Linked DNA regions of Mus musculus: region 1 is linked to region 2. Evidence: chromatin contacts called from public promoter capture Hi-C data. All regions are on one chromosome and are shown on one strand. The core of a region is the stretch at or near the end of the contact, and the rest is flanking DNA. Distances in the headings are between cores, read along the strand shown. Region 1 holds the start of Hoxd1 (homeobox D1). Region 2 holds the start of Dlx1 (distal-less homeobox 1).

The links. Promoter capture Hi-C pulls out the DNA fragments that hold promoters and counts their contacts.
Region 1: a contact with region 2 is called in a promoter capture Hi-C map of embryonic stem cells. The contact joins the promoter of Hoxd1 here to the promoter of Dlx1 in region 2. A contact is called at or near these places in 3 of 39 promoter capture datasets (cranial neural crest, embryonic stem cells and frontonasal cranial neural crest).

Annotation. Positions count from the first base shown.
Region 1 is chr2:74,759,683-74,765,779 of GRCm38.p6, forward strand. It overlaps Hoxd1 (homeobox D1), which reads left to right and starts at 3,298. Exons shown (of 2, transcript NM_010467.2): 1 at 3,298-4,071; 2 at 4,373-5,460. The coding sequence starts at 3,420. The coding sequence ends at 4,707. It overlaps Haglr (Hoxd antisense growth associated long non-coding RNA), which reads right to left and starts at 3,214. Exons shown (of 3, transcript NR_110445.1): 1 at 3,097-3,214.
Region 2 is chr2:71,526,727-71,533,101 of GRCm38.p6, forward strand. It overlaps Dlx1 (distal-less homeobox 1), which reads left to right and starts at 2,719. Exons shown (of 3, transcript NM_010053.2): 1 at 2,719-3,580; 2 at 4,231-4,430; 3 at 5,538-6,375. The coding sequence starts at 3,268. The coding sequence ends at 5,792. It also overlaps Dlx1as.

The DNA.
Region 1 (6,097 bases), core at 2,048-4,547, 3.2 Mb after region 2:
AACTGTGTTAAAGGGTCACAGCATTAAAAGGTTGAGAACCACTGCTCTGTGGTCATTCCATAATTGCAAAGTAGTTTTGGGTGTCAGTAACTTGAGGGTACTCTTACTTAAGCTAGTACTAAATAGTGGTAGAATATACCACTGTTTCTGTGTCAAAAACTGGCTTGGCTTGGTCCATGAGTCTCATCTGTGAGATTCGGGGAAAGGCACAGCATTCGTCTGTTTCCTTAGGGAGGATCCTATTATTAGACTGCTAAGAATTTTAAAATTCCTATCTTTAGGACCTCTTAATCCTTACCTCTATCCTTTGATTGCAGAAGATACTATACCCTAATCTCTTTTCTCTTAGTCTGGCATAAACATTTTGGCTCCCTTAATTTACTCTCATAGGTAAAGAGATAGCCTCTGCTTTGCATCTGTGGAGTCAAGAGTTTGATTGTGTGTGTGCTTAAGTATCTCCCAGGGGTTAGCACAGCAGTGTTTACAGCAGAGGGTGTCCTGGTGTTTCTTAAGACCAGCTTTAAACACACAGAAGATAGGCCACCAGGAGCTGCTTCTATCAGAAGAGAAGCTTACTATTGGGATGGGAGAGAAAGGTAGTGGGGGAGGGTGGGAATGTGGATGGCTGCTGTGGTGAGCAGGCAGGCTATTTCAAAGCATTCCTACATCAAACACATTCTGGCAATGGGGCCCCTCGGCTGTCACCTCCCATGGAGAGCCCACAGCACCAAGACTCAGAGGGGCAAGTGGCCCTTAGGGATTCAGGACTTACACATTAATATAATTTGTAAGACATTTCCTTCCTATTCTGTTCACACTAGAGACAAACTGGGTAGTTACTAAAAATATTCTCTATTCACATATTTTTAAGCACATTTCCCCCAATAATACCTTCCAGCCTCTCCTCAGATGATTATAAACTGAGATTACTCTGAAGTATGAGCTGGAGATAGTTTCAGAGCATTTGCCTAATCTGTGTGAGGTTTGGGTATATATTCTCTCTCTCTCTCTCTCTCTCTCTCTCTCTCTCTCTCTCTCTCTCTCTCTGTGTGTGTGTGTGTGAGAGAGAGAGAGAGAGGGGGGGGGGGGGAGAGAGATCGATCTCTTAGACTTGAAGTACAGCAAACGGAAACAGGATGAACCTTGCAGGAATGAATCTTGCTCCTTTTCCTTAAGGATATCTTTTTCTAGGCATAATAAAGTGTCCTTACCTAGTGCAAATGGCAAACATCTGCTGAATTCAGGCATGGAATGAAATGACCAGAGGTTTGGCTTCCAACAAACAACAAGCAAACCAACTCAAGGGCTGAGTATGTAGCTCAGTGGTAGAGTGCTTGCTTAGCACGTTGTCAGGCCCTGGGTTGGATACCCAGCACATCAAAACCAAAATAAAAGAAGACAGCAGTCTGAGCTCCAGAGCATAGGAAACCCCAAGGACTCAAAAACTAAAAGAAGAGAGGATGATAAACAGACCATAGCTCTCTGGTATGGATTCATCAGGGAGCTACAATTGGGTCTGAACAAATACTAAAACTACTCCAACCTCCACATCTGATGTCCACTCTCAATACAACCGTTAAAACAAAACAGCAACAATAATACAAATACCAACAGCTGCTCATTTCATTTTAGTACGGTTTCTACTTCAAGCAAAGACAGAATCGCCAAAAAATATGCTTCAGGGAAAGCAAATAATGGGTAGTTTTAGGTGGAAGGTCTGTTTTTAGTAGAAGGATTCTACTTTCCGTTCATTGTCAAGAACCCCATACTCTTGTAACGGTGTGCTCAGTCACGTGACCATTCCCAAGTCTAGGTGCTTAAGCTGCACCAGGTCCACCTCACTAGCATAATAGGCGTTTGCTGTAGCTTTATTTACTTACAAGTCCACAGCCCTGAAAGGGGCTCACTCCTGGACTATGAGGCCTGAGTGGAATTTTAGGCAAGTGCTCAATCGCTGTCTCATGACGAGTGGATACATAAAGCAATAACAAAACCTCACTCATTCTAACTTGGAGGCTGCAAAAGATCAAGTTTTCAAGGGCACTTGAATAAACCTGGAGCCGACTCTTTAGACTCGTCAATACAGAGGCTTTTAGAAAACCACCTTCATTTACTTATGGCTGTGTGCAAATAACCTGTATTTATTTCTCTTGGCGTTTTTCTACTGCCCTAAAGAGGACAACATGAAAAGAGATGGTTAAGGAAGCTGGAAAGTTTGTCCGTGTAAAGCCTGTCTGTATGACCCTTCTCCTCTCCATTTCCTGTGCCAATTACACTTTTATTTCCCGGCTCTCTACACTCAGTAAACAAACCATATTATCAAGGGAAAGACGTGAGCCCATTAACATCGTGAGCCCTCAGATTACACTCGCAAGAGACGACGCAGCACTTATCTGATGGAACAGAAGCTTTAATTGCTTTAAGGTACAAGCCAGTCCAAAGCTCTGAGATCTGACCAGTCCCCAGGATGCCCAGCGCCCTCCAGCCAAGAGTCTCAGTGAAAGCGTGCGCAGCTCGCGTGCCAGCCTTCTAAATAGTGTACAAGGGCCTTTCTGCCACAGAGTGGATTCCGTATTCTGATGACCTCATCAGAAGGGAAAATCCAAACTTATTTTCTGCCCAAATCGACACTGACACTACAAACATCCATTCTCACCACGTCGCCACAAATTGGAAGGGGAGCTGAAGAGGATAAATTCTGGGGGCGGGGGGGAATGGTGCAAAGAAAAGCTAGTGAAAATGATTTCACCCCCCGCGCCCCCGCGGCCCCCCCCCCCGGCCTAGGTGGTCCCAGGAGTCATTGGTGAGGCAGAAAAGAGGGAAGATGCAAGGAATGTCTGTTCTAGGTTTAGGACAAGAGGGATTTCTGGGTCAAGGAAACCCGAATGCACCCCCCCCCCCCCAAAGAGGGGCAAGAGTAACTTGACCTTCTCAGAGGGAGGGCTGGGTAGAGTCCCCTCAGGGCAAAAGCAATACTGTTACCCAGCATCATCCAGGCTCGCCCATCATTCCCCGGGAAATAGCCCAAGGGGTCCCGAGAGGGACCAGCCCTGACCGCTGCATCCCTCGCCCTTCCCTGCCTTTCTCCCGCAATACCTGTCCCAGGAGCTGATGTCCAGGGCTCTCGCCCCGCCCTTCCGCCGGCGCCGCTCTCCCCCGAGCTGGGCGGAGGCCCCTCAGCCACTTTGGCTAAGTTGGCAGCAAGGCAGGCGCGTGGAACCGCACTCCAGTCGGGACCGGCCAGTGCGGGGAAGGCGCCGATTGGCTGGCTGGCGCCACGTGGCTGCCGCCGCCGGTATATGAAGCCACTATTTACCTCGGGCTCGCTCGCCATGGCTCGGCGAGGGCAGCGGGGGTAGCGGGAAGGCGGAGCTGCGCAGACCTGCAGGGTGCGGCGCCTAGGTCGTGCGGAGCGAGCCATGAGCTCTTACCTGGAGTACGTGTCGTGCGCCGCGGGCGGTGGCAGCGGAGGGGTAGGCGGCGACGTGCTCGGCTTCGCACCCAAGTTCTGCCGCGCCGACGCGCGCCCTGTGGCCCTGCAGCCGGCCTTCCCCCTGGGCAGCGGAGACGGCGCCTTCGTGAGCTGCCTGCCCCTGGCCACCGCTCGGCCCACGCCGTCGCCTCCCGCAGGCCCCGCTCAGTCCCCGGTCCCACAGCCCGCCGCGCCCCGGTACGCGCCCTGCACCCTGGAAGGCGCCTACGAGCGGGGCGCCGCACCTGCCTCTGCCGCCGAGTATGGCTTCTTGGGGTCCGGGCCGGCGTTTGACTTCCCGGGCGCACTTGGGAGAGCGGCGGACGAGGGCGGGGCGCACGTCCACTATGCCACCTCGGCGGTCTTCTCCGGCGGGGGATCATTCCTGCTCAGCGGCCAGGTGGACTTCGCTGCCTTTGGCGAGCCTGGCCCCTTCCCCGCGTGTCTCAAGGAGCCCGCAGACGGCCACCCCGGGCCCTTTCAGACTGTGTCCCCGGCCCCTGGAGCCTGCCCCAAGCCGGCCTCTCCCACCTCCAGCCTCCCGGCCGCCCACAGCACTTTCGAGTGGATGAAAGTGAAGAGGAACGCCCCCAAGAAAAGTAAGGAGGTGGGCGCTGAGGGGAGGCACCTGGGGGTTCGGGGGGGGGGGGCGCCTCCTTCGTGAAGAGCCGGGAGCGTGTGGCCACCAACCCTGGAGAGAGATTCTACTCCTAAGCCCTGGTCAGAGCCCAGGGTCAGAAAATGCCCCAGGAGCTGAGAGGCCTCAGCAGAGCGCTTCTTCTGGTTCAGCTGTGTCCATCACTCAGGAGGGCTGCGCTGTGACTTTGATTCTAAGTCTTAGCTCCACTGGATAGTTTCAGCATCTCCTCCTCCTGCTCACACCTTGTCTTTATGTTGCAGGCAAACTGTCCGAATATGGAGCCACAAGCCCTCCCAGTGCCATCCGCACAAATTTCAGCACCAAGCAACTGACAGAGCTAGAGAAAGAGTTTCATTTCAATAAGTACCTAACTAGAGCCCGACGCATCGAGATAGCCAACTGTTTACAGCTGAATGACACCCAGGTCAAAATCTGGTTCCAGAACCGTAGGATGAAGCAGAAGAAGAGGGAACGAGAGGGGCTTCTGGCCACAGCTGCCTCTGTGGCCTCGATTAAGCTTCCCCGGTCAGAAACAAGTCCCATCAAATCTGGCCGGAATCTAGGAAGCCCTTCTCAGGCTCAAGAGCCTTCCTGAGGCCCACTCTTAAGGCTGAGGACCTTGGGTCTACAGAAGTCACAGACTGCTCCCCACCTTTGAATAGACTTGAGAGCTTAGTTTGGGCTGGAGGTGGGCATGGGTAGAAATTAATACGGATTTTACTTGGCAAAGGAATTGTCTAAATTGGCTTCTGAGTTCCAGAGGCTGTGTATAGAGATATATATTTGATATCTTTTATTCGCATATTATTTTTGCCTCATGGGGAGGAAAGGTGTCTTAGCTACCTGCCTAAACGCTGCTATGTGAGCCACTTAAAATTCTCGGGTGCAGAGTGGCAGGCCTTCTTAGTCTAGTGTGGTCAGAAACGTATCTCTCTGAAGTTGTTTCAGTTTTAATTTCCTGGACAGACTACATATATTCAGCTTCCTGAGATGATCAAAGCTAGCTAGGGTTTCCTCTATGTAGCTAAGCTGCTTCAATGATGATCTTCATATTGTGCTCCAGTTTGTTTATTTAAAGTGGCGCTCCTACCTCTTCGTGTGCCTGGGTGAAGAAACACAATCACTGTTTAGTTAGTAGCGGAACAAATCCACAGGGTAGGTAAGGATTAGAATCTGAATTATACCTTGGCATCAGTTACTCAAACTTGAAGTGTAAATATATACAGTATGTATATTTTTTAAAGATTTGCTTGCAGTGAACCTTATATATGACATTTAATGTCATGCATAGCATGTAAAGATTTTGACTTTTTTTTTTTTTTTTTGGTAATAAAAGTTACAGAATCTACTATTCTCTGCCTTTTCTTACATCCCTTTCATTTTGATTCCTTAAGCTGATCCAGTTTCAAAATGGGAGTTTATTTACATTGGGGACCTAAAAGTACCACCCCCACCATCACCGTCTCCTCTTCGTTGTTTTTTGTTTTTGTTTTGTTTTGTTTTGTTTTATAAGAGTTTCTCTTTGTAGCCCTAACTGTTCTGGAACTCACTCTGTAGACCAGGCTGGCCTTGAACTCTGAGATCTGCTTGTTTCTGTATCCTGAGTGCTGGAATTAAGAGTGTGCATGGACCACTACGCCCGGCAAAAGTAACGCTTCTTACAGGTTGTAAGCACAAAGCAAATAATCCATAATTATCTGGGCAAATCTGATGTACATAGCAGAGAGCTACTCTGCTAAATTCAAAACACTACGGAAATAGTTCTTTCCCCTGAGCTTTATGGTGGACATGCACATTAACTCAAGGGCTGGGAGCCCATTACAGGACTGCTGAAAATCCAGAGACACTTGGGGAGATCTCCTTTTTCTTTTTCTCCTGTTGTCACAAAAGGAAGTGGAAAGGTGACCTGAAGACTTTGTTTCTTTATCCTTTGTGTTCTCTGAGCAAAGCCGCTGCCCACCCAAAAGTTCCCATTGGCCGATTTC
Region 2 (6,375 bases), core at 1,469-3,968:
GTGCTGCTAAACGCAGCAGCTCTGTAGGAAACAAACTTAAAGGAATTTTGTGTAATGTTCTTTGAAGTTAAGACTGAGAAGTAGGGTTCGTTTTTTTGTTTTGTTTTGTTTTTGTTTTTTAAGAGCCTCCTCTCTTCCACTTCCTCATCAGCTGACCAACTAAATTGACCTGACGCCTAACCCTGAACCGCAGGGATTCCAGACAGGAAGTGTAAGCTGGCTACCTGAGCTGTTGGCTCCTGAGGTGACTCCCGTGAGTTCTGCTCCCGATCTGGAACCTTCAGGACCAATGGGAGAGTCTAAGTTCCTTTCATACTTGGGCTGGCAAAGGTCTGAGCATTTTGGAGCAGGTGTGTCACTTTAGAGTTGGGTCAGTTGGAGGACTGCACACCGGGACTCACAAAGTAGAGATAAGATCTCACTTCCTGAAGTTTGCTGAGGCCTGTACACTCTTTCAGGGACCCGGCTCAGTTTCTCCCAAGACTTGCTTCCTTGAGTTAGGAAATAATTCTCAAGTGTGCTCCCTCACCTACACACAGCTCAGTTCTAAATGTGGCCAGACTCTGAAACCCTATCGTGCCCACCCGTTCCCAGTAGCCAGCCTGGCCTCCTGCTCTGCTAAGTGGAAGGACAGAGCACCTAGTAGACCCATGGTCGCTCTCTGGTTCCCCAACCCAACCAGTCTCTGGGATAAACTGGTCCTAGGCAATCCGGCCATCCGACGTCCCCATACCTTGCACTAAATTCCAAGAGACACCAGTCCAGTTTTCCCCATCCCAACCCCGGCGCACAACCGCAGCGATCACTTACATGGGCAAGGCCCGCAAGGCGAAGAGACCTTCGGTTCAGATGGCATCCAAGCGGCTGCGTTGGGCGCACAGGACGGCACTCCACACCCCAAAACAGGCACTAAGAAGGAGCTATTAAAATCGCGAGTACGACAGGAAGACCAGGACGAGGCGAGTTGGAGTTCTTAGTTGGTTGGTGTTACAAAGCCTCACCTTGTGGTTTGGCGATTAAGGAAAAAACAAAAACAAAACAAAAAACCTTTCAGGCGATGGCAAACCCTTTATTGGTTTACGAATTTTGGACTGTTGTTTTTTGTTTTGTTTTTTTCCTCTTTCTTTTGTTTTTCTCTTTTGCTCCAACCAACATGCTGCATGAAATGTTTCTGCGCACAGCCTCATGCCTTTAATCAGAAGAGGAAATCTTTAGGCAGGAGCTGCTGCTGAAGGAGAGAGAGAGAGAGAGAGAGAGAGAGAGAGAGAGAGAGAGAGAGAGAGAGAGAGAGAGAGAGAGAATGAGAATGAATCCCCTGTACTCATATCTGTAACGACATCACCGATGTAATTTGTTTTGAATGTTCATTTTTATTGGTGTTCCCTCTGCCAAAATGTGCTTGATTACAGAGGTCTCCCTGTGATCACTGTGCACTCCAGATAGGGGAAGGTGCCGCGGCGCAGGTTCAGCTCAGGCCAGATCAAATCCCCGGGCTGTTTAACGCTGAAAGGCTGCATGTTGCTATTAGTGTTAAATATATGGCTAATTATGCGTATGAAAATTAAACATCAGTGTTATGCTAATGGGGCGCCTTCAGCTGCGGATCTGAGCACTTGAGACTACCATTTAATCAAATGAATCAGTAACTAATACGTGTGCACGTGTGAACTTTCACAAGATCATTTCCCCCGGTCCCCGTCACACCGCTAAATTATGAAAGAAATAATTATCAACACTTTCTAATTACCTAACAAAGTAATTTGGGATTCATCGTGGGGCTGGCGGGATTGGGAACCAACAGTCCCTAGCAACCAGCGTAGTTTGCGCCACGCGAGGTGGTGTGTGGTAGTAGTGGGGGGGTGGAGTGCGAGAGAATCTTTTGTGCACTTTTCAACACTTGCACCCAGATGGTAGACAGCGCGCTTTGGCAGCTCTTTCCTTCACCAGCTTCCCCACCTCACCCCCGGGCCCGGAGGCTCCAGCTTTGGCCACTGGAGGTGAGGAAGAGATCGGGCGACAGAGAGGGGCATATCTAAACACAAATATTCAAGCCTACCACTGATCAGGATTTGCTGAGGGTGTCGGTGTCTCCCTAGGACTCCCAAACCCCAAGTACTCTGGCCAGACCCCAGGAGGTCGGAAAATGACCACCTGGCAGGAGTTCGATGCACCAGCCACCAGGCGACTGCGGGCCCTCAGGACTCCACGCTGAGCCGCGCCCTCGGGGCGAGTGAGCCCGGGGCTCGTGGCTCAGGGGGAGTGGAGAGGGGAGGGGGAGGCAGGAAGGTTGGGAGGGAAAGGAGGGGGGAGGCGGTGCGGCCGCCTTTCCTGGGTGGAGAAGCGTGGGTTCCTGGCTCTCCACGCGCACTGCTTTGATCAGACCCGTGCAGCCTCGAGCTGGAGTGGCCAGCTGGGCCTGGAGAGATGCGAGCAAGCCCCTGGGAACGGTGGCAACGGCGGGGCGGCGGCCGAGTGAGTGAGTTGGGCCAGAGGGCCCCCAAACCCAGATCCCCGGGATGTGGCCGAGAGAACCCCAACCTGGGAGGCGCGGCCTGGAGCGCGCTGAGCTAGGCACAAGACGCTCAGAAGGACCGCTGGCTGCAGGCTACCTGGGTTGTCGCCCAGTGCGCGACTCCGCGATCCAGAGACCGCGGCCGGACTCTGGAGCGGCGCTCCGCACCGGACTAGGTGACCTCAAGAAGAAGTGGTCCGGGGTCCCAGGCGTTGGGGGCGGGCGAAGGGTGGGGACAGCAAGGGGGAGGGCGACGGCAGGGCGCGGCTGGTTGGTTTCTGGGGCGGGAAGCGCGCGAGGGAGGCGGGAGGCTGGAGTCGCGCGCCTTCGAGGTTCCTGCGCGGACGCCGCAGCCCATTGTGCGTCCCGCTCCGCGCGCTCTGTTGCAGAGGAGCCCCGGCCGGGACGTGTGGACCGGATTCTCCCCAGGCCGGGCCGCGTCGCCCGCTCTAGTCCAGCCGAGCCCGAGCTTCTCGGACCAATCCCCGGTGATTATGCAAGAGAGCCGACCAATCAGCTCCACCAGCTCATGAATATTTATGACCTTGGCTGAGTCAAAGCTTTGAACCGAGTTTGGGGAGCTCGGCAGCATCATGCTTAGACTTTTCAAAGAGACAAACTCCATTTTCTTATGAATGGAAAGTGAAAACCCCTGTTCCGCTTAAATTGGGTTCCTTCCTGTCCTGAGAAACATAGAGACCCCCAAAAGGGAAGCAGAGGAGAGAAAGACCCACACCCAGACCCCGCGAGAAGAGATGACCATGACCACCATGCCAGAAAGTCTCAACAGCCCCGTGTCGGGCAAGGCTGTGTTTATGGAGTTTGGGCCGCCCAACCAGCAAATGTCTCCTTCTCCCATGTCCCACGGGCACTACTCCATGCACTGTTTACACTCGGCGGGCCATTCGCAGCCCGACGGTGCCTACAGTTCGGCCTCATCCTTCTCCCGACCGCTGGGCTACCCCTACGTCAACTCGGTCAGCAGCCACGCGTCCAGCCCCTACATCAGTTCCGTGCAGTCCTACCCCGGCAGCGCCAGCCTCGCCCAGAGCCGCCTGGAGGACCCAGGTACGTGCGCTTGCCAGGGACAAGGAGAGAAGGGAAGGAGAATAGGAGAGAGGGGGAGAAGGGGAGGGGGAAAGAGAAAAGACAAGAGAGTGTGGGGTAGAGAGGTGGGTGGGGGTGGGGAAAGCGCGGAAGTAGTAGAGGTTTCGGATATCAATCTGTGGATCCTTGTCACTGAAAAGAAAAAAATTATAAGTCAATTCAATTTACAACTGTCCAGCAAAGGATAAATCCGAGCGCGTCTCCTGGCACTGGCTGGGCCTCTGGGCCGCTCGGTGCGCCGAGCACACAATGCCCTGCTGGAAAACAGAAACCCACATGTGCACGTATTAGTCTCGGTAATTATTTATTGCGTAGCGCTATAAACAATGTATGCAATTAAGGGTAATTAAACCTCAACTACCGCCTGCAAAAAATAGCAAACTTTCTCTGCAAAGGCAATAGCTGCGCTCTTGGGAACGACCCAATTCTGTCTGCAGCAGCCAGGGACGTGCGCTCGGACCTTGAGGGACCTTCGCAGTCTTTCAGGGTTTCTTGAACGTTCTTTTCCGGACCCTACTTCTGCCAACCCATCCATAGACATTCATTCTCGTCCCTCCTCACTAAAGGCAGTGCAGCATTAACAAGGGTCTCTGCTTCTGTTGTCCCTCCAGGGGCGGACTCCGAGAAGAGTACGGTGGTGGAAGGCGGCGAGGTGCGCTTTAACGGCAAAGGGAAAAAGATCCGTAAACCCAGGACAATTTATTCCAGTTTGCAGTTGCAGGCTTTGAACCGGAGGTTCCAACAAACTCAGTACTTAGCTCTGCCTGAGAGGGCGGAGCTGGCGGCCTCCTTGGGACTCACACAGACGCAGGTACCTGGCCGCTCTGCCAAACAAGCCTCGGGAGCTGGGCTCCAGCCCCAGGCTTCACATTTTTTGTTCGCTGGGCCTCTGGTTCTAGGTGTCACAGTCCGCCCCCCAACCCGTGTGTGTGTGTGTGTGTGTGTGTGTGTGTGTGTATCCACCTCTGACTTTCAGCGTCTCCTCTTCCTCCCTCAAACTGTTTGCCCTAGCTCGGACCCTACTCTCTGACCTGCAGGCTACCTGGTCTTCTGACCAGGCAGGGAACTGGAAGGATTTCCCCAGACGTTTTGTTTGGAGGTTCTGAGGTCACACGTGCCTGAACAACTGGAACAATAGAAGGGGGATTTAATCTTCCTTAGCCTTTAAAGTGTGCCACTAATCACTCAGGTCCTGGGCCTAAGCCTGCTTCCCCCACCTCCTTCTTCTTGCGAGGTGGCAGAGGCAGATCCTTCCCTCTGGCCCTTCACTTCCCAAGTTCCAGATCCTTAAGAAGAAGGGGGAAAAAAAAAGTGAGATTTTTCTTTTTTCTTCCTGCACTTCTCTAAGACCCTGGGCAGTTCCTAGGCATTCGAACGAGGGCCAGTCTGTCTCTAGATTTAGGTTGGAGCTGGGGAAAGCAAATACACCGTTGGGGGTGGGGGGGAGAATTGGTTTGAGTCTAAAGAGTTTAACAAAGACGCTGTAGCCTCTTCCAATAGTCCTACGAGGAAAGGAGATCTAATTTTAACAAATGCCCCCGCCCCCCACCCCGTTCCTATCTAGGTTTTAAATTTTCTTTATTGTTATTGCATTGTGCTGCATGAGGTCTTCCATAAACGTCGCCCAGGTGGCATCGTCTCATTTGCAAGCCAAGGCCTGGCTCTCCCCTGTTCTCTTATTCCCGGCTCTGATAGCTGCTCTAAAAGTTGCCAACAGCGGCTGGACCTGGGGCTCAATTTTCTGGCCTTTGGCCCTCATGGGGTGTGGGGAGGCGGTGGTCTCTGCCCCTCTGTCCTGGAGCTGTCAGCTTTCCCAAAGCAAGGAGGGCGGGTATTGTTGTCCACCCGTCCCTTTTCTCCTTGGACCTGGGTAGGCTCAATGGTCATAGTCCAGTCACGTTGTCGCCCGATCCTGCAGGTCAAGATATGGTTCCAGAACAAACGCTCCAAGTTCAAGAAGCTGATGAAGCAAGGCGGGGCAGCTCTGGAGGGCAGCGCGCTGGCGAACGGCAGAGCCTTGTCTGCCGGCTCCCCACCGGTACCACCCGGCTGGAATCCGAACTCCTCATCTGGGAAGGGCTCCGGCAGCAGCGCTGGCTCCTACGTCCCCAGCTATACATCATGGTATCCCTCAGCGCACCAAGAAGCTATGCAGCAGCCTCAACTGATGTGAGGTTATCAGTTCGCACTCACCCGCTTCCTGCCCGTCTCCCTTGGCCCGGCCCCTCCCGCCTCCAGGTTCATCCACCTTTTCGCACGCCCTGGGCCAGGAGGAGAAGAGCCCACGAGCGGGAGCAGGGGTGGGGGTGGGGAGCTAAAAATAAAAGAAAAAGGAACAGTGAAGGCAGAGGGCTTGCTGCTTCTCGGAGCCCCTAAAAGTCTGACTCAGCGACCTTTCAGCCCGAATCTGGTTTGGGCCACGGTGAACAGCAGAGTGGCCTCAAAGCGCAGGCACAGCCACTGGAGACAGCCAGTGCCACAAGATAACCCGCTGGACCGGACCAGACTCTCATCTTTGTGAGACTATCAGGAAAAACAAATACGTAGGAGGGGGAAATACGCTCTTTTTTGATTCTGTCCGTCTTTGTCTCCTTTTTGCACTGTCTGTGCGCCGAAGTCAAGGTCCTCGTGTGTCTGCTGTCCTCATTCTACGACCTCTCCAAAAAGTCACCAGGTCTGAGCCACACCGGTCTGCCGGCAGCCCATCCACCGAGTCCTGGACCACTTTTTCCTGAATGGTCTTCTTCCGGGCCCTG